5 separate regions of the Mus musculus genome follow, and regions 2, 3, 4 and 5 are each linked to region 1. Evidence: chromatin contacts called from public Hi-C, HiChIP or PLAC-seq and promoter capture Hi-C data. All regions are on one chromosome and are shown on one strand. The core of a region is the stretch at or near the end of the contact, and the rest is flanking DNA. Distances in the headings are between cores, read along the strand shown.

Region 1 (3,851 bases), core at 1,107-3,606:
AACTATTGCTTAACTTCTAAATAGCCTAAATACTTGTTTTCTGATATTCAAAAGCTTTTAATAGCATACCCTTCCTCTTTTTTTCCATTATTAATGCAGATCTGGATACTAACAGTTTAAGTTTAAAAAGAGGGATGAAAAAACAAAATAACTCAGAAGAATAAAACAAGTATCAAAAAAGCTGTAAGGCTGGATGGTGGTGGCCTTTAATTCCAGCACTCGTGAGAAAGAGGCAGGCAGGTCTCTAAGTTCGAGGTCAGCTGGTCAACAAAGTGAGTTCCAGTCAGCCAGGGGCTATATATATAGAGAAACCCTGTCTTGAAACTCCCATCCTCACCCCTCCCTCCCCCTCGGGGGAAAAATGTATACACACACACAAACACACACACACACTAAGGTGTAAAAAGAAAATTGTAATTCTTTTGTAAAGCACTAGTTATGTTACATAGTGCTACTACGTATCTCAAAAGAAAGTTAAACAGGGCATTGTGATGCATGCCTTTAATACCAGCACTAGGGAGGCAGAGGCAGGCGGATTTCTGAGTTCGAGGCCAGCCTGGTCTACAGAGTGAGTTCCAGGACAGCCAGGGCTATACAGAGAAACCCTGTCTCAAAAAAAAAAAAAAAAGTAAGTTAAACTCAAACCAGAAGTCTCAACAAAAGCATATTCTAAATAGATATTTAGAAAAGACCTGTAACAAAATACAAAGGTTTTGGTAACATCACAACTATCATCTACAAGAGGGGTAGGAAAACTGTGACAACTGTAAGAGTTATCAAGGTGTGGTGAGATGGTTCAATGGGTCAAAGTCCTTGCCATTAAGCCTAAATTCAGTCCCAGGACACACAACACATCCATACACTTGCACATTATATAACAATCTAATTAGGTCAAGAAAAAACTCAGCTACCTAAATACACCGTGATAAAGTAGGAAGCCAGACTGCCACTAACCATTCCTTCATGACTAAACATAAAGGCTTAATGATTGCTGCATCCTGCACGTCTGAAATTCCACTTCTCAATCTCTGCCCCTAAATGTTAATTCCTTCACTGACTTCCTCAGAGAGGAGTGCCTGGGTGAGGTGCCAAGAGGATGTCAGACCAGCAGACACCTAAAACACGTGCAACATGTGACTCTGAACAGTTAATATCAGACAAAGTCAGAGCCTAAGCTAGGCAATATACAAGAATGTGTTCACATTTCTTACACCTGAAAATATGCTCTCCAAAATGTCACTGTTGGACAGAAAAACTGGAACTGCCCTGATCTCTAAATAATATGAAAAAAAAAATCAGAAAACAAGTTTTAATGCAACAGTGTATCTACATTATTAGCATTATTGGTTCAGTTTTTATGATAAACAAAATCAAGTTATGTCATTCTTTTTTCCCTTTTTGGTTTGGTTTTAATACAAGTTTTCTCGGTATAATCCTGGCTGTCCTGAAACTCACTTTGTAGACCAGGCTGTCCTCGAACTCAGAAATCCCACCTGCCTCTGCCTCCCAAGTGCTGGGATTAAAGGCGTGCGCCACCACTGCCCGGCTGCAACTCTATTCTTAAAACAACTTTTTACCCAAAACGTGGCAAGCATTACATGCCTTTTGAATCTACAAAGTTAGTTCTACACAATAAATACAATGCTTACTCTCTTTACCAAGCTTAGAGAGTTATAAACTAATAATACTACGATACGTCTAGGAAACTGTAGACAGGTTTTGTTTGTTTTCTGTTGTAGAATATGACCATTGTCACTACTCACAAAACTCAGCGGGAGTGGAGAATCAACATGTTAATTGGTTTGTTTTTTCTCCAAATACGGCATATTCGGAACGTTTCCCCAACAAATAATGGGGATAATTCTTTAGAATCAGCAGTCGTCCAATAGAGTCAAGTTCCAAAGTAAAAGGCGGGGGAGCCGGGCGAGCCAGGTTGGTTCTGGGTCATGCATTCATATACAAATTTCTTTTGTGACATTAAGATCCGACCTAGAAACCTAGGTGGCCCAGCGGCAACCGGTTACTACAGCGACCAGTGGCTCACCGCCCATCCTCGTGCATGCTTTCGGGGTACGGGGCAGGTGACCACAGTGCAGCCGGGCGCCGTGCCGGGTTCCCGGGTACCACCGCCCAGATGTCACCGGCCACAGCGCTCCCCGCTCCCTCCGTGGCGTGTGACACCTCCGGGTCAACAGCGCGCTGGCTGTGCCGCCGGGAAAGCCGCGGTCCACTCACCCAACGTGGGCGCCTGGGGATCCACCGCAAACGCTGCCATCGCAACGGCCGCTCCTACTCCAGCAATGAGCTTCCCAGTTTTCAAAAATGGCGGAAACTCTTATCACCGTAAGAGCCGCTCAGCCTTATGGGTTGCGCAACTTCCGGTCATGCTCTCTGCGGAGGCTGAGGGCGCTTCAGCCATTTTGGAAGAGGGCAACCTTCTTTACCATGTCTGGGATGCTAAGGAAGATTTTATGAGGATACCGAGAGCAATGTGAGACGTCTGCTTCTAAGACTAGTAAACCACAGTGGTGGCACACGCCTTTAATCCCGGCACTTGGGAGGCAGAGGCAAGCGGATTTCTGAGTTCCAGGCCAGCCTGGTCTACAGAGTGAGTTCCAGGACAGCCAGGGCTATACAGAGAAACCTTGTCTAGAAAAACCAAATTTAAAAAAAAAAAAAAAAAAAAAGAAGAAAAAGATCTTGGAAAGCCTCCTAATATGTTGTTGTTAATGCTTCATAAAGATTCCTTTGCTCTCTTGATAATTAGTGAGATTTTTGCATCAACTTCCCTAGCACCTATTAAAGTACATTTAATGAAACTATATATTCCTTTCTTTCAACTTGATTCCTGCACTTGATATAAGCCTTTTTTTCTCAAAATATGTTTTCCATCATCATTTCTTGTAGCTTTTTTTGTTTGTTTGTTTTTTTGGTTTTTTTTTTTTTTTGAGACAGGGTTTCTCTGCATCACCTGGTTGTCCTGGAGCTCACTCTGTACACCAGGCTGGCCTTGAACTCAGAAATCCTCCTGCCTCTGCCTCCCAAGTGCTGAGATTAAAGGCATGTGTCACCACTGCCCATGTTAATGATAAGGAAAGCCCTGGAGCCACAGGCATCCTGCCCATGGCATCTGTGTGCTCTCCTCTTCACTCTGCTACCTCTCCTTAGAGTATGTATATTCATGTGCTTATGTGTGTGTTAACATACATTTAGTTTTGGCTGGGCAGTGGGGCACACGCCTTTAATTCCAGCACTTGGATGGCAGAGGAAGGCAGATCAAAGAGTTCAAAGCCAGCCAGGTCTACAGGGGTGTTCCAGGACAGCCAGGGTTACACAGAGAATTCTATCTAAAATAAAAATAAAAATGCAAAAGCCAACAGCCTTGAGCCTGATACTGTGTTAAATTTGTGAGTCACTACAAAGAAGTCAGGTATGAATCATTAGACAGACTTGACCGCTCTTAGGAGAGTGTCATTACAGACTGAGAGACAGCGGTTTCTTCCTGTACAGGCAATACAACAACGCCATGGGGTTAGAGCTGGCTGTCACGTCTTCACAATGATTCCAATATTAAATGACAGATTCCTAGAATTCAATTTTATTTTGTTTGGTTTGGTTCAGTTGAGACCTGTTTTCCCTGCATAGTCCTGGCTGTCCTGGAAGTCACTTTATAAAATAGGCTGGCCTCCATGACTCTGCCTCCAGAGTGCTGGAATTAAAGGTGTGCACCACCACCCACCCACCCAGAATTAAAATCTGAAAACCACTTACATGTTCAGTTTACCTTTTTTAAAAAGGGTGTGCTGAATGCAATGCTGTACAACTTTAATTCCTGCTCTCAGGAGGCAGAG
Region 2 (3,651 bases), core at 564-3,063, 3.0 Mb before region 1:
CCCAGAGTCCTGAAACTTACTCTGTAGACCAGGCTACTCTTGAATTCAGAGCTCTACCTGCCTCTGCCCTTCTGAGTGTCATCTCCACTGTCAGGTGACAAAAATTAACGAAACAAAAAACCCTTTAGTCTCATTAATTAAAAGTGGTTATAGGTCCAAGTGGCCTGAAATACATTCTATAATGTTTTGTAACATTTATTTTTGAATGGAAATTTTACTGTTTTGTGGTCTATTTTATATTTATTCAATCTCAGTAGTTTGTAAGTAAAATGCTATTTCTGAATGTCCTTTGTTGGCACAATATTGAATTGCCACCAGATTATTATTCCCAGAGATTTAAGTCTCCCAAATCCTGATTTTTTTCTTCAGATGTAAAGGTGACAATTATTTTTCTTTCTTTTATTTTCCCTTGGACAAGAGTTTCTCTGTGTGCTCTGGCCATTCTGTAGACCAGGCAAACTGTCTACTGAGATGAAAGGCACACACCAGCACTGCTTGGCAACAGTTTTGCTTCCAGATGTTTGGCTACGGCAGTTCTACCTTAGAACTCCAACAGTCAGTAAATTATTAGATGTGTTCACATTAATTTTATTTAAATTAAATCAGCCAACTTTAACTACATACAATCTGACAAAAGATTAATCTCATTAGCGTGTATAAAGGAACCCTGGCGAATTCTCACTTCTATCTTTCAAGGCTATAACAATCAAATGTTGAAAAAAAACGATCATAAGCAAACATCTCATTTCGAAACCCCAAACATTCATTCTGGCTATTTTAATAAGAACGAGCCTACTAAAGGTTACTTTATACTCAGATGCTGTAAAATAGTCATCTTTTCTTCCAACTACATCCAAGTCTATGAGGTACCATTTACTTTTAAATGAGGATTAGTATGGAAGAAATACGTTTATCGAATGTGAAATTTCATTACCTATCTTAAGGAAACTCAAGTAGACAATCGTTGTAACCTGAGGAACATTTAAGAACATCAGTACCTTGCCTCACTCACTGAATGCCTACAAGTTCAATGCATTAAAAGACGCTCGTGTGTGTGTGTGTGTGTGTGTGTGTGTGTGTAGGTAAACTGGGAGCTCCCAATTTAACATAGGTACTGTGACAGAGCCTACGTTTAATTCAGACTCCATGTATGAACGAAGCATTCTGTACAAAACCGCTGGGCCACGCTTTTTGGGAAACCTCTGTTCTTGACACGAAAGTTTCCAGATGGACCAAACACCAAAAGAAACAACAACAACAAAAAAGTGGTAAATAGTCCGCTGGCTCTTGAAAATGAACAGCGCTACCTCTCACTGCCTGATAAAGAAAAAAACCAAACCCAAGGCGTCAGGTCAGTCAGGAGGGGCCTTCCAGAGCGCCACTCAGCTTGTTTTTTCAGGCACAGCCCGAGGAGCCGCGGAAAGTCGTGAGCATCGAAAGGCCGGGCCGGGGGTCCCTGGGCGGCCGAGTGGGCGCGGCGGGCGCGTGGGTGGAGACGCGGCGAGCGCGGGGGCGCAGCGGCCTCACTACAGCGATGAGGGGCGGCGAGAACCACTTCAGTCGGGGCCCACCGGGCCGGGCGCCGACACGTGGCCCCGGGGAGCCGCGCTCCGCAGCCCGGCGAGCCCCAGCCCGGTGCGGCGGGGAGGGGGAGGGGACGTACCTCGATGATCTTCTCCTTCTTCTTCTGCTCCGCCTTCTTGCTGCCCCCGGCCTGAGCCTGTTTCTTGGGGGGCATCGCGGAGGCGGGGGGCACCGGGCCGACTGCGACGCAGATGGCTACCGTCGGGGCGTCCGGCAGCTCGGCGGGAGCAGGAAGACCCAGCCGCCGCCGCAGCGCACGGAAAGCGACTCGCTCATTCGCCGCCCGGATGTGGCCTTTGCGACAGCACGGCGCCGCTATGCACTGTGGGGCGCGAGGCGAGGCGCCCGGAAGTGGAGCTGCGCGTGCGCTCCGGCTGCGCCGAGCCGGGAGGGGGCGTGGATGAGACGTGGGAACTGGGAAAGGCGCGGCGTGTGACGCCTCCTTTTGGTGAGGCGCTTGCCACTTGCTTGGCTTCGTCCTTCATTAGCACCGCGAGTGATGCCTCCTCACCTCACTTGTATAGACCCCTGGCGTAGAGAGTTCTAGATCTAGTTAGCACTGGACAGTACCATCTTGAGTAATCACGGAGCGGCTGCATCAATTATGAGCTACTGTCTTGTCCTCTGGAGGGGCAGGGTTGCAATGCAGCACCTTCAGTATGAAGTTGCGTAAAGAAATAAAGTTTCATTTGGAGATCGTCAGACGTGGAGTCCTAGTGGGTGAAATCCTTAGTTTCTCTTCAAGTCCTGTACTAATTTTAGGGGGCTGCCTTAACGATTCCGGAAAAAAAAAAATCACTATTTTACTATGTCAAACTAGCCTAACAGTATGGGCCAAGCCCAATTTAAGGTTAGTTTAAGTGTTTGGTAAATTCCATAATGACTTTACACACACGATTTCACTCATTACATCTACACTGAGGTACGAATGGTTAACTGTTAGCACTGTTTGAGATGAAACGCAGAAAGAAAGGTGGCTAAATGTAAAATCCAAGATAAGAATTTCAGCCTGGTTAGTCTTGCTTCAGGGCTCTGTTTATATTGTAGACTAAACCAAAAGTATGGCTTTTGATATGCAAATGAATCTACTATTTTTTATTCAGCCAAATACTGACTTTAAAAAAGCACACAATGAATGGCTGTTCTTTTGCATGGTTACTGTTTTACCTACATTGATTAACAGAAGAATCATCCTTCCAGAGAAGGGAGTTATTAGTTTTTCAACAATTTCATAAGCAGAAAACTACTTTGGAACCCTAATGCCACCATGAGGGAAATGGACAGTGTTCATCTGATGGCAACCAAAGCAAAAAGAGACACTTAGGGGCAGGGGACCCAATATTCCTTTCAAGGGCTTTCCCCAGTGATCTACTTCCCTTCATGTGTTCCACTCTCCCTAGGAGTGTCACCCAACTCAACAGGAGCCTTTGTGGAACACTGTGACAGTTTACTTTTCTGTATTATTTATTCTTCAGAAGTTGATTAAGAATTCCTGTAGTAGCAGAATGTAGTAATCTTAATATCCCCCTTTTTAGTGATTCATTTAATGTCTCTAATTTTAAAGAATTTTTTTATGGCAATCGTAAGTATGGAAAAGTTGTAAACAATCTAGAATTTCACAGTCATAGCTGAAAAATCATAGTTCACTATTATCTTTTGTTCCTAACTTCTAACTAAACCTATCCCATGCTAATGCTAGACTATGTGACCAATATTCTTAATATATTCTCTTATATGGAAATTAGAGTTGGTTTTAGTTGTTTATAACCAAAATTTGTTATGGACTGAACTGTTATGGGCTGAATTGTGTTTTCAAAACTCACAACGTCTACTACTTCAGAATGTAACTACATTAGGAGATAAGGGCATTATAAAGGAAATAGGTAAGTTAAAATGAGACTTTCAGCATAGACCTAATCCAATCTGAATGGAGTCCTTATTAAAAAAAAAGGAAAAATTGAGTTTAAAATTTTTTTGAGACAGGGTCTCCTTAAGTTGTTTACATTGGCCTTGAACTTCTAGCCTGGACTGGCTTTGAATTTGCCATCCTCCCATTGAGCCTCCCGA
Region 3 (3,821 bases), core at 1,083-3,582, 4.4 Mb before region 1:
GGGCCCCAGTTTCCTGGTTTTCTAATACAACTCAACAAACTCAACATCTTGCAACTCTTTGAGACTTTGCTCACGTTTTCGCTTGGGGGACACACTGATACACTGTTTCCAAAAAAGTAGTCAGAGTTAAGCTTTTCGTTCATAGATTCGAACTCTTTCCCCCTCTCTGCCTTTCTTTTGCCCAAGCCATTCTCACCATGGACCCTTTCACCTCCTGGAAGATGTCGTTGAACTCCAATGTCTCTGCCATGTTCACCTGCCCGTGGTGGCCTGAGCACACAGCCCTAGGCTGCACCAGAGAAAACGAACCCTTCTCTGGATGCTGTGCCCCAATTCCTGGTTAGTTGTGTAGATGTCCAGCAGGGTGGGAATCTGAATTCGGGAAGGAGACTGATAAGCAAGAAACAACGCCACCTTACTCCGCTCAGCCATGTACCTGGTATGTCTCAAGTTCTTTGCTGCCTGGGGATCTTACTGACCCGTTCTGCAGGGCTCCTGAGGCCAAGGCCCAGGACCCTAGGTGCAGAACCAGGCCTATAGTGGCGCTTACACCCCAACCCGACACCCTCTCGGTACGTTCCACGGACAGGCACGGCAACAATCGGCGGAACCTGAGACCCGCTCAGAGAGCGCACCTCAACTCCGCTCAGAGGGTAGTGTCCTGATCGCAGAGACCCCACCACCCCGGGGCCCCGCGTGAATCTACGTTTCTCCCCCTTCTTTTAAAATGGATTCGCCCATTGCCCGCGAATTTGAACGCGGATCGATCCATTCCGATCGTCCCGCGGGGGAGCGGGGCCCATGCACACCAGGGGCCCAGGGATCGCGACCACCCACCTCTAAGAGCTGCAGCCTCGCGACGGCACAGTGAGGGCGGTGGGCGCAGGGGGACGCAGGGGAGGGGGTAGGGATGCGGGGGAAGGGATGCCGGGGAAGCTTTTCCCGCGTGCGCAGCCCCGCGTCCCGCCACCGGAAGTCGCGCACGGACCATAGAGAGGAAGACTTGGCTAGAACGGCATCATCCGGGCCGACCAACGGGTACATTCGCCTAGAGCGTCGGCACTCCCCCTGGTCGGCTAAAGCGAGAGGCTTGCTATGGAATCCCACGCGGCTGAATTCTTGACTAGAAAACGGGAACACTCTTTAGAAAGTTACAAGCTGCTCTTCAAAGACTAGATTCCGAAGGGAAATTATGCGGTTTTATTAGGTGTTCAGGTTTGTATGTTTGTTGGAATCATGCACGCCCCTCCCTCCTGTGAAATAATCTGGGAAGGAGTCTGTTGAACAAGAAAAATACAGAGGTGTAGCCCCACTAGCTGCAAAGGAGATGCGGGTGTCGGCGATTGTGCTTGCTTTCCAGCTGTACCCTGGCAAGTAGATCAGATCCTTTCTGCAGTGAGTTCACCTACCCCCAACACTATCCTGTCCATATCCCTAATTTGTGGGTTCTCAGGAAGAGCCTAGCAGATGGCTGCATTAAATTCAAGTGGTGGTGTCGGATTTACCTTTGAGCTAGAACTTACTTGAAATCACATCAGCCTACGTTGGCAGAAGCCCGGATGGCCTCACATAGCACCGGAGTGCATCTTGCAAAATCTGAAGCCAGGTCTGACAGAGATGCTTGAGTTTATCTCATTTTACAGATGAGAAAAATGAGACCACAAAAGATTTGCGACTGGGTGTCAGTCCATTACCATCAAAACTGGAACCTAGAACACAGACTCTTTAACATCAGCCTTTTATAATCATGAGGGTTCAGGGTTTAGAGTGATTGCTAGCATATGTCCTACACAAAGACAGGATAAGCCCACAGTTTCCCTGAAATATCACTGCACTGACTTGCTAACTCAGTCCTGGGATATGATATAGATAAAAATGTGTTTTGTCATTCGGTGCTTGTGGCTTTAACCACTATCATTGCTAGCACTATTTAGCTAAGTCAAACTGGGCTTAAGACATAATGAAAACCTATTAATGCAGCACGTTTCTAGGATCTGACAAAACTGTTGAAGATCGTTAAAATAGCCCAGCCTCTTAGGAGCACATACCCTAACAAAAGATTTTAATAACTTCGGGGTTTAAAAAGAGAGGGAGTTCAGTAATTTCTGTGCAACTTGAAGAGTTGCAACCAACTAGAGTTAGAAATAAGCGACTTTCCGCTTTGTAGTATTACAAATCTGTAATCACAACACTCAAAGACTGGGGCAGGAGGATTGTGAATTTGAAACATGGCAACATAACAAGTTAGACAACATAATGAGATGCTGGAGGGCAGAGAGGAGGAGATGGTAAGAAATGCGTGTCTTCCTCCCAGGAGACACAGAACTGTCAAGAACCCTTTCTCCCTATTTGTGCTATTAGATAGAAATCGACAGACACTCAAGAGTGGAGTTCTTGGCTCAGGCAGATGAGCTAACTCAAGAGTGGGCAGTTACAAGGGGCTTTGGAGAATACAAAGCAGCTGGTGAGCTGGGATAGAGATGCCGCGTAAGAGAACAGAATAGAAACAGTAGACAGAGTGCAGATGAAACATAAGTCCCAGAGGGCCCTAGCCAGCTGCATCTCAGGCAATCTGGAGCCCGGGATTGGAGACCCCACCCCTGCTGTGACATCACAGGGGAGTGGAGTGAAGATGAATAAAAAGGTGGTCCACCGCCCTGGCCCTGGACTGTTGGCTTCTAGAGTGTCAAGAGGAGAGACGAGGCACTGGACTACAGTTGCCTGGCTTATAGGAACTGGCTCTTTTCCTCAAGCCCCATTAAGCAGCCCACTCCAGTTCTTGATCTCTGTCTCCCAGTCCTGAGGTCTTTTCTCTCCTTGGGCTGCATCCACAGCCTTTCTGGGTGGCTGTGAGCACTTTCTCAGTATGAACTGTATATCAGACTTCTTCACCTACGAGACTACCAAGTCGGTGGTTGTGAAAAGCTGGACCATTGGGATCATCAACCGAGCCGTTCAGCTGCTGATTATCTCCTACTTTGTGGGGTGAGTCCATGGTCCTTCGGATGGTGGGACAGAAGGGCTACCTGATGTCCTTCCCTCCCTCTCCCAAGGCTGCTCTGCAGCTCCTAGACCCTCTTCTCTGGGAAACACTTTGATTTGTGGGAGCCATGTCCTCAGGATTGGCCTCTGCCACTCCCATCTAGACCCGTCTCAGGTGCATTATTTTACCCAGAATCTCTTCCAGGATTCTAGACACATACGCCAAGAATATGAGTCCATTCCCTGGTTAAGAAAGGACCCATATGGTCCATCTTCCCAGACCAAAACAAAAACAAAAACCAAGTCAGACCCCTCCCCACATTTCCCCATTCCCCTCCATTGAGTCTTTAGAGTCCCAGAAAGATAAAGGAACGCAGGAAGGAGGAATGAAAACCAGGGAGATGGGCTGATGTGTGGAAGAAGAACCAGCTAGAGAGGAAAGGGGAGAGCTGGCTTTAATGTAGACTTAGGAATTTCTTCTTGTCATAGGGCTAGATGGTGAGAGGTTAAAAAGCAAGAGACATCTGTTCTTGGAGAGCAGGAGAACTGCCCCCCAAGCTAGACAGAGGCACAGACACACTCAAGGGAAGACCTGCCCAAGAGAAAGGTACCTTTTCTGACTTAGTGTGGGGCTTTTCCCCAGGAATGCAGAAATGATACCTATTGTTAAACAGCATAAATTCTCGCCTCACTCTGTGTCATAAGACACATGCTAGGGGTTGCTCAAGGACCAGCCAGATCCCAACACCGCCCTCCTGCACACATACAAAGGGACTTTGGCAAACAATGGCTGGGAGGAAAGCACGGGTCTGTCCTTCTTGCGGTCATTTCTACACACT
Region 4 (3,909 bases), core at 69-2,568, 3.1 Mb before region 1:
CAAAGACAACTTTAATCCAAAAACACGACATTAGCCGTCACAAATCCTCAGGAACTTTGCAACACGGGACGTGAGTAATTTGAAAGCCTACGTGACCTGCTGTATTCTTCAGCATTGAAGTGACCTGCAGAGAGTGAAAACTCAGCAAACACCCTCGCTCTGTCTGAACAATGACCTAAATAGTGGACTAGAAAGGAGCAGATGACGCATTCCATTCATCTGGTGGACCTTAAACGCGCAAAGGTCTCATAGTCCTTTACAAATTAATACAACAATTTGGTCACTTTAGTCATCGGAGTGTCTAGAAGAGGAGTGGGAAAAAAACCGAGAGAGAGAGAGAGAGAGAGCGAGAGAGAGAGAATCAGACGAAGGAAGAGCTAATTTCAGAAAGCAAAAAGCACTAGGAAGAGGCTAACTGGTTGATACGGAAGAAAAAAATTCTGGGGCCAAGTGAAGCAAGTTACGGAATGACAAGAGATGGCCAAAAGTCTCGCAGGACAAGCCTGTACAGATGTCTCACTTTTCCTGGATGCTTAACAGAGCTCCTTCAAAGCTCTCTCGCACTGTCCCCAGCCAATCAGAAGAAGTTGGGGACACGGTGAAACTGGATGCTGAGTGTCAGGTTAGGTCATCCCCACAAAAGTTTCATCCATGCCAGACCTGGGCCAGCCGCGGCATGGAGAGAGTAGGCGGGTTTGGGGCCGGGAGGACCCTGGAGCCAGCGGCTGGGTGCGGATCCGCTGAGGGTGCGCGGTGGGGGAGGGGGCGCCTGGGGACTCGAGCGCGGCCACTTACGAGGACGTGCTGGGCTCGAAGAAGTCCACGGCGAATCCGAAGTAACTTCCCTCGGGACCCGCATACTCGGCGGGACTTTCGACGTCCAGGTTGAAGGCGTCGGCGAGGGGCAGCAGGAGACCCGGCAGCAGCAGCAGGAGGCCGCCGGGGCGAGGGCGTAGCAGCAGGCGCCCGGGAGCAGCCATCGCCGGGGCGCGCGCGGGGCGCAGAGCCGAAAGACTTCAGTCCCTGTCCCGGTGCTCGGTGGCCGCGGCCCGCCGCCTGCGCGCCCCCGAACTGCCGAGCTGTGCTGTGCGCTTGCGGTCAAGGGCGGCGGGGCGGCCGGGCGGCGCGAAGCTGAGCCGGGCGGCACCCAGGAGGAGCGGTGTCCGACCCGGGACTCCGGCTCTGTCGCTGGCTCGCGCGGTGCCTGGCGCTGAGAAGTGGCGGGGCGAGCACAGTACCTCGGAACCGTGAGCAGCCCGGACTGGGGGAGGAGGCCGGGGAGGAGGAGGAGCCGGCCAGGCCGGGCCGCCCCGCCGAAAGAGGAAGTCGCGCTCACGGTGGCCTCCCACAGGAGAAGGCCGGGCGCACTTCCGTGCGCGCTGGCGGCCGGTCCTCCGAGGCTGTCCCGGGACTGCGGCCCAGATCCAAAGGACCAGGGGGGCAGTGGCAGCGCGCCTCCAGCCGAAGCCCTGCAAGCCGGGGACTGGCTGCAATCAAAAGAAAAAGAACCAGGCACACCCCGTTCCCTGGTTCCTCCAGGCACTTCTGAGGGACTTTTGTTTAAGAATGCGGAAAGCTTTATCCGCTTCTCTTACTTCTGCCACTTAGCCCGGCAGGCGCTCACCAACAGAACTCTGTAATTATATGCCATTTCCCTCCCCTTCCATCCTCCACACACTGAACTTAATTATAAACTCCCAGAGGGCTAGCACAGCTCCTCCCGGATGCGGTGTGTGGAACTGGATCTCACTGGCTGACAAAAACGTTGCAAGGCAAAGTTTAGGTGATGAGCCTCTCAAATCCACCCAGAAGACTTCAAGCCTGTGCTTGGATCTTCTCTTTTCTTTCTTTTACTTCCTTTCCTTTTTTCTTTTCTGTTTCTTGCTTTCCAGTTCCAATTCTTCTTCTGGCCTCTGTGTGTATCAGGCATGTACGTGGGTCACACCCATACACACAAAATAAGTCTTTTTTGTTTTGTTTTGGTTTTTTTTGGTTTTTTTTTGTTTGTTTTTGTAAATTTGCTCAGTATTCCTGTGTTCTATGTATATCAAGTGCTAAACAATTTGATGAATGGGCCGGGAGTGGTGATCCATGCTTTTAATGTGGTGGCAAATGCTTTTAATCCTAGCACCATGAAGTGAGAAGCAGGAGGATCTGGTCTGTGTAGCAAATTCCAGGCTGGCCAGGCCTACAGGTAAGACCTTGTCTCAGAAGGGAGGAGGAAGAGGAAGAGGAGGAGCAAGATAAGAAGGAAGAGGAGGAAGAGGAGAAGGGTGAGACGAAGAAAGAAGAAGGAATGAAGAATTTGGTCAATAGGATAAAATGATTAAATATAAATGCATTGCTTAGGCCTTGCATACTTCCAAGTAAAGTAGTGGAGAATTTGAACTATTTTCCCAAAACAGTTATTAAAAATCAGTCCCAGACTAAGCACAGAGGCAGTAGGCCCCCCTGAGCCCAGTCAACATAAGAAGATCCCTGTCTCACACAGCAGAAAAAACACCTCAGTGTCAGCATGCATTCATCTCATAACATAAGTAATCATGTGTGGGGGTGTGGATAGCCTTAGTTGGGTTAAGCAAGTTGATTTTTAAAATGTAAAAAATAAGCAGCAAAACTGTTGGGAGATCTTATCAGCCACAGGCTAATACCTATGTAAAAGCCACCTCAGAGACAGGAAATCCTGTGTGGATACTTATACACAAGACCCTGTGGTTGCTCTTTCATTCCTTGTCACCATTTGGGATCAGAATGTGGGGTTTAAGAGGCAGACAATGATTCGTGGAGAGCAAGAATGTTCTGTGCACTCCCTGTGTTCTCTGCATCTCTTTCTGAAAACCATGCTGCCGGCCAGTCGGGTACCCTCAGGTCTAGAGACTAAAGACAAGTCTGGGATTTTCAGTTTCTCATTCAGATGGTCATCACACACAATTTTTGAAAGAAATCGTGCCTTTTACTGGATGGAAATGAAAAACTACGGCATTTTCTTACATGATAACTACTTGAGATTTGTTCTTAACATGTGAATAAACTGCACAGCTTATTCTAACTATAGCCATTTAAAATCCCACCTTAATACAGTTCTTTAACCACAAAAATTCCAAGTCTGGAAGTTATTCTTTGTGCTTCTTCCACAAATGAACAATCTAACTAGGACTTAAACACAGAAAGTTGAACATTTCTACTACGCTTACAATTTGCTAACAAAATATTTTGCTTCTTTCTTTTTTTTTATGTGGGGTGGGCTAGTAGACACCCTCATTTATTAGCCCAGGTTAAATTGGAATTCTCCTGTCTCTGTCTCCCAAGTACTGAAATTATAGAAGTGTTCCACTCTCCTCAACTGTAATTTCTGAGTATCCCTCCCCCGACCCCATGTTGACCAAGGCTTCATGCACCCCAGACTGATCCCAAACTCTCTATGTACTTGAGCCTCGAGATGAGAATGCTCACCTTGAGCCCCTGATCCTCCTGTTTTCACTTCCCAGGTGCTGGGATTACAGGTGTGTGTCACATGCCTGTTTCAGAATTTCTTAAACTAAACCATCAGAGCACAGCTCTTCGGCCGCTTGTGCTTACACTGTGGAATAAATGGAATCATGGGATAGTCTGAAATGTGGCCAGCAAATCTACAAATGATTGCTAATGCTTTCCCCCCCCCCCCCCGCCTCTTCCCTTTTGTATACACATGACCTTGTGGTTAATGGAGATTAAAGGTCAAGCTTCTAAAAATGTATTTCCTTTAAGTTGATGAGAAAAGTGAATACTTGCAACCAGAAGCCTTTACAGATGATAGTGTGGGTGCTGGTGAAGTTCCTGTAGAGACAGCCAAAGATGCCAATATAAGTTGCCCGGGGGATCTTCAAAAAGGTTGATGGGAAGAAAGGGTTCCATCAGTCTATGTCCTCT
Region 5 (3,607 bases), core at 307-2,806, 4.0 Mb after region 1:
GTCATACATCACGATGTATGCCTTTAATACCAGCATTTAGGAAGCAGAGGAAGGCAGATGAGTTCTGTTAGTTCCAAGCCTGCCTGGTCTACGCAGTGACTTCTAGGCCAGACAGACCCCCCTTCTCTCTCTCTCTCTTTCTCTCTCTCTCTCTCTCTCTCTCTCTCTCACACACACACACACACACACACACACAGGAAAGAAGAGGTTAAGAAGAAAAATGTTAAGAAGGTATCGTGCATCCTATTTTTGTTTTGTTTTTAAAAGGATTTCTCTTAATTTTTTTTTAATCTCACTTGGAAGGGCGTCCTTACACACTTGACAACTTTTAGATTTAGAAAGTTTTGCAAATTCCAATTACTTTGCATAAAGCAGAGTCAGTATTGAGGTAGTGAAATCCCTGGCTTATCCTTCCAGGAAGGCTGACTGAATAGGGTGATCGGGATGTCCACTTGGGGAATCGACGAGCTGAATATTCAACAAATCACATAGAGTTCAGTAATGATAGTTCAACTGTGGAGGGCATCTGACACTTACCATAAAATTCGAGTTTTGTGTTGTTTGAAAGGTTTATCATACTAAAAGGATAAGGGGGATATATCAAGAGACTGGACTAATCTCTGTTGTCTATTAGCCAGCTGTGAAATTGGAACAAAATGTTCAATAGTCAGTTTTCCTGTCTGATGTGAATGAATTCTCATGGGAGAAAAAAAAAAAAAAAAAGCTTTTCTCTGCTAAAGGCCTTCACCTCAAGGGCGGCCTCAAGAGGTTAGGGACAGAAACACAAGTTATCTTTTGCAATGCCGGGCATGGGCTGCTGAAGCCCTGGAGACACTCCACTGTGTGTTCTGAGAGTCTCCTGGCTGCATGCGGTAGACATGGCCTGGAGTCTTTTTTCGCAGTACTCCAACTACCATATCCCCCCCTCCAAAAATATCCTTCAAGGACTTCCACAAATATCCAGAGAAGAGCAGCCAACCTATATTGTCAAGAACCTATTCTTCCAAAAATGTCTGCATCCACTGTGCCTGTCAAGTCCGTAGGGGCCTTAGAAGCCTGTGATTAGAAAGAATAACGACTAGAATATCCCACCGTGACCTGTTTGCATTTTGTATCAATTTCTTGGCCCAACATTTTAATATTTTAAAAATACTGTATTTAGGATCCTACAGCTATCTATTCTTTTTCTATGGCCAAATGGGTCAGTGTAGCATTTAAAAATTTAAAACCAAGCCATTCAAGCAATCCGTTAGCAGAGGCAGTGTTGGAGAGGCAAGATCAGGGCATCAAGTGGAGCCCATAAAATTTTGCAGCATCTCCTAAGTGCCTAGAAACGACCACCATAATGCCAGTTTTATTTCAGGAAACGCAAGTCTGACTACTGCAGGCGAAAGAAACCTGCGGACAGGGTGTGCGGTGCTATTCTAGCCAGAGTACAGCCAACCGGAGCACCCAACGGCCAAGACACACTCCAACCGGCGGCGATTTGCTGGTGCGAGAGGGGGCGGGGCCTCTCGTAGCCCCGCCTTGGACCTTTGTGACGTAGGACAATGCCTGCCACGCGTCCCAATTCAGTCTGATCAGCCTGCTGACACTCTGTGGGGCTTACACTGGGCCTGGGAGTGCTGCTTTGGGAAACATGAATCTCCTATTCAGACTAGCAGTTTTCCTTAGCCTGTGGTGTTGTTCCGATGCTCAGGGACAAACAAAAGAAGAAAGCACTGAGGAAGTGAAAATAGAAGTTTTGCACCGTCCAGAAAACTGCTCCAAAACAAGCAGGAAAGGAGACTTGCTAAATGCCCATTACGATGGCTACTTGGCTAAAGACGGCTCCAAATTCTACTGCAGGTAGGAGATGCTCCGTCCAGTTCAAGTTCAGTTGATAGACCACATCTTGCCCACTACCACCAGCAGCAGCAGCCAGAGCCTAACTGGTTGTTTTGTTTTAAGGTTTTTTGGTTTTGTTTTTTAACAGTAAATTAAGCCTTCATGCCGATTTAGATTAGAAGACATTCCCTAAACAAAACTGAATGTTTTTAGTTATTTGAAATGTAAGCGCAGTAAACTGACTGCAGACTCACTACGTCAGGCAGAGCACTGACCACCACCACTGTCCTTGGAACCCGGAAAACTAAATCTAGAGGCTTCTTGAAAAGATATTCACACTTTCTCCTTACCCAGAGCTGAAGTCTGATTCCAAACAGAGTGTATAAGAAAGCTACCGCGTTTCCTTCTGGACTTTGTGGGTCATTTTCTAAAACTCTGGTTATCACATCCATTCTCTCTGTTCCCTAGTCCGGTCTGACTGAATGCAGTCTGTTTAGCTGTACTGTTTCCCCTCAAAGACAGGCCAATCTTTCCAGTCTAGCAATTCTTTCCAATTTAGAGGAAAACTTATTCTTCCAACGTAGAAGAGAAATTTGACAGGATGCTATTTTTCAGTCGTTCTTAAAATGAAATTTAGGGCTCAGCCTGCCCCTTTGGTTTGGGAAACAAACCCAGAGAAGGTAAATGAGTCATTTTGTTCAAGCCATCCAGCTAGTTAGAGGCAGGAGACCCATTTTTAAAAGTGAACCATTGAGTAGTTTTTGTAAGGACGGCAAAAATCAGAAATCAGAATGTTTTCCAATGATATGCTCTGCCAATTTATGGGGAAGTTTGATCCAAACAATTCGCAAAGGACAGAGTTCTGAAGGGTGCAATGTGGGGAAAGAGATTCCAGTCTTAAGTAACAAGTGCCTGAGCTGTATTTAAGTTTCCTTTATGAGATGGTCTTACTTACACACTAAGTATGGTTTCTCATAGCCGGACACAAGATGAAGGCCACCCCAAATGGTTTGTTCTTGGTGTCGGACATGTCATAAAGGGGCTGGACATTGCTATGATGGACATGTGCCCTGGGGAAAAGAGAAAGGTGATTATACCGCCTTCGTTTGCATATGGAAAAGAAGGCTACGGTAAGTTGTGGGTTTTTTTTTTTGCTGTATCTTTTAGTAGCTTTAAAAAAGATAAGTCGTTTATAAAAAAAATCAAAACAAATCTGTATATTCTTTAAAAATGGAAGTAAGTCTCAAAGAGATATTTGCATATCTATGTTCTCAGTAACAGCACAGTCCACAAGAAGCAAGATGTGGAAGAAACCCAAGAGTCCAGAGATGGGAGAGCAAATAAAACAATGGGTATAGGGCACACAGTGAAATATTACATAGGCTTTCAAAAGAGTGAAATTCTGACTCATGCTACAGTGTAGATGAACCTTAAAGACTAATCCGCTAAGTGAAAGACGCCAGACACAAAAAAATATCAATACTGTAGGATTGCAATTATATGAAGTATCTATAATAGTCAAGCCAGCAGACACAAAAGCAGAGGGTGGTTACCTGGGACTAAAGGAGAGATGTTGAATAGCATAGTGTTTCAGTGATCAAGATAAGAGTTCTAGATGTAGATTGCACTGTAACACAATTGTACTTTATACTTATTTAAAAATAGTCAAGGAAGTAAATTTTGCTGGGCAGTGGTGGCGCACGCCTTTAATCCCAGCCCTTGGGAGGCAGAGGCAGGCAGATTTCTGAGTTCGAGGCCAGCCTGGTCTACAAAGTGAGTT

Evidence for each region. Promoter capture Hi-C pulls out the DNA fragments that hold promoters and counts their contacts. A called contact is a pair of places that touch in the nucleus more often than the background predicts. HiChIP or PLAC-seq counts read pairs in DNA pulled down with a chosen protein or histone mark.
Region 2: an H3K4me3 HiChIP or PLAC-seq map of pro-B cells shows a contact between it and region 1, with 19 times the contacts expected there. The contact joins the promoter of Zc3h15 here to the promoter of Nup35 in region 1. A contact is called at or near these places in 5 of 39 promoter capture datasets (cranial neural crest, liver, maxillary cranial neural crest and 1 more), 4 of 484 Hi-C or Micro-C datasets (CD4 T cells, the G1E-ER4 cell line and cortical neurons) and 5 of 115 datasets of contacts at active chromatin or transcription factors (astrocytes, forebrain, large pre-B cells and 2 more).
Region 3: a Hi-C map of pre-B cells shows a contact between it and region 1, with 8 times the contacts expected there. The contact joins the promoter of P2rx3 here to the promoter of Nup35 in region 1. A contact is called at or near these places in 2 of 484 Hi-C or Micro-C datasets (CD4 T cells and pre-B cells).
Region 4: a contact with region 1 is called in a promoter capture Hi-C map of pre-B cells. The contact joins the promoter of Itgav here to the promoter of Nup35 in region 1. A contact is called at or near these places in 3 of 39 promoter capture datasets (cranial neural crest, frontonasal cranial neural crest and pre-B cells).
Region 5: a contact with region 1 is called in a promoter capture Hi-C map of pre-B cells, with 6 times the contacts expected there. The contact joins the promoter of Fkbp7 here to the promoter of Nup35 in region 1. A contact is called at or near these places in 1 of 39 promoter capture datasets (pre-B cells) and 1 of 484 Hi-C or Micro-C datasets (CD4 T cells).

Annotation. Positions count from the first base shown.
Region 1 is chr2:80,637,317-80,641,167 of GRCm38.p6, reverse strand. Nup35 (nucleoporin 35) reads right to left here and starts at 2,356. Exons shown (of 9, transcript NM_027091.4): 1 at 2,236-2,356. The coding sequence starts at 2,275.
Region 2 is chr2:83,642,740-83,646,390 of GRCm38.p6, reverse strand. It overlaps Zc3h15 (zinc finger CCCH-type containing 15), which reads right to left and starts at 1,813. Exons shown (of 10, transcript NM_026934.3): 1 at 1,664-1,813. The coding sequence starts at 1,738.
Region 3 is chr2:85,034,345-85,038,165 of GRCm38.p6, reverse strand. It overlaps P2rx3 (purinergic receptor P2X, ligand-gated ion channel, 3), which reads left to right and starts at 2,332. Exons shown (of 12, transcript NM_145526.2): 1 at 2,332-2,985. The coding sequence starts at 2,867. Ssrp1 (structure specific recognition protein 1) reads right to left here and starts at 1,046. Exons shown (of 17, transcript NM_182990.4): 1 at 838-1,046; 2 at 197-372. The coding sequence starts at 250.
Region 4 is chr2:83,721,806-83,725,714 of GRCm38.p6, reverse strand. Itgav (integrin alpha V) reads right to left here and starts at 1,318. Exons shown (of 30, transcript NM_008402.3): 1 at 796-1,318. The coding sequence starts at 980.
Region 5 is chr2:76,671,047-76,674,653 of GRCm38.p6, reverse strand. It overlaps Fkbp7 (FK506 binding protein 7), which reads left to right and starts at 1,556. Exons shown (of 4, transcript NM_010222.2): 1 at 1,556-1,848; 2 at 2,806-2,957. The coding sequence starts at 1,640.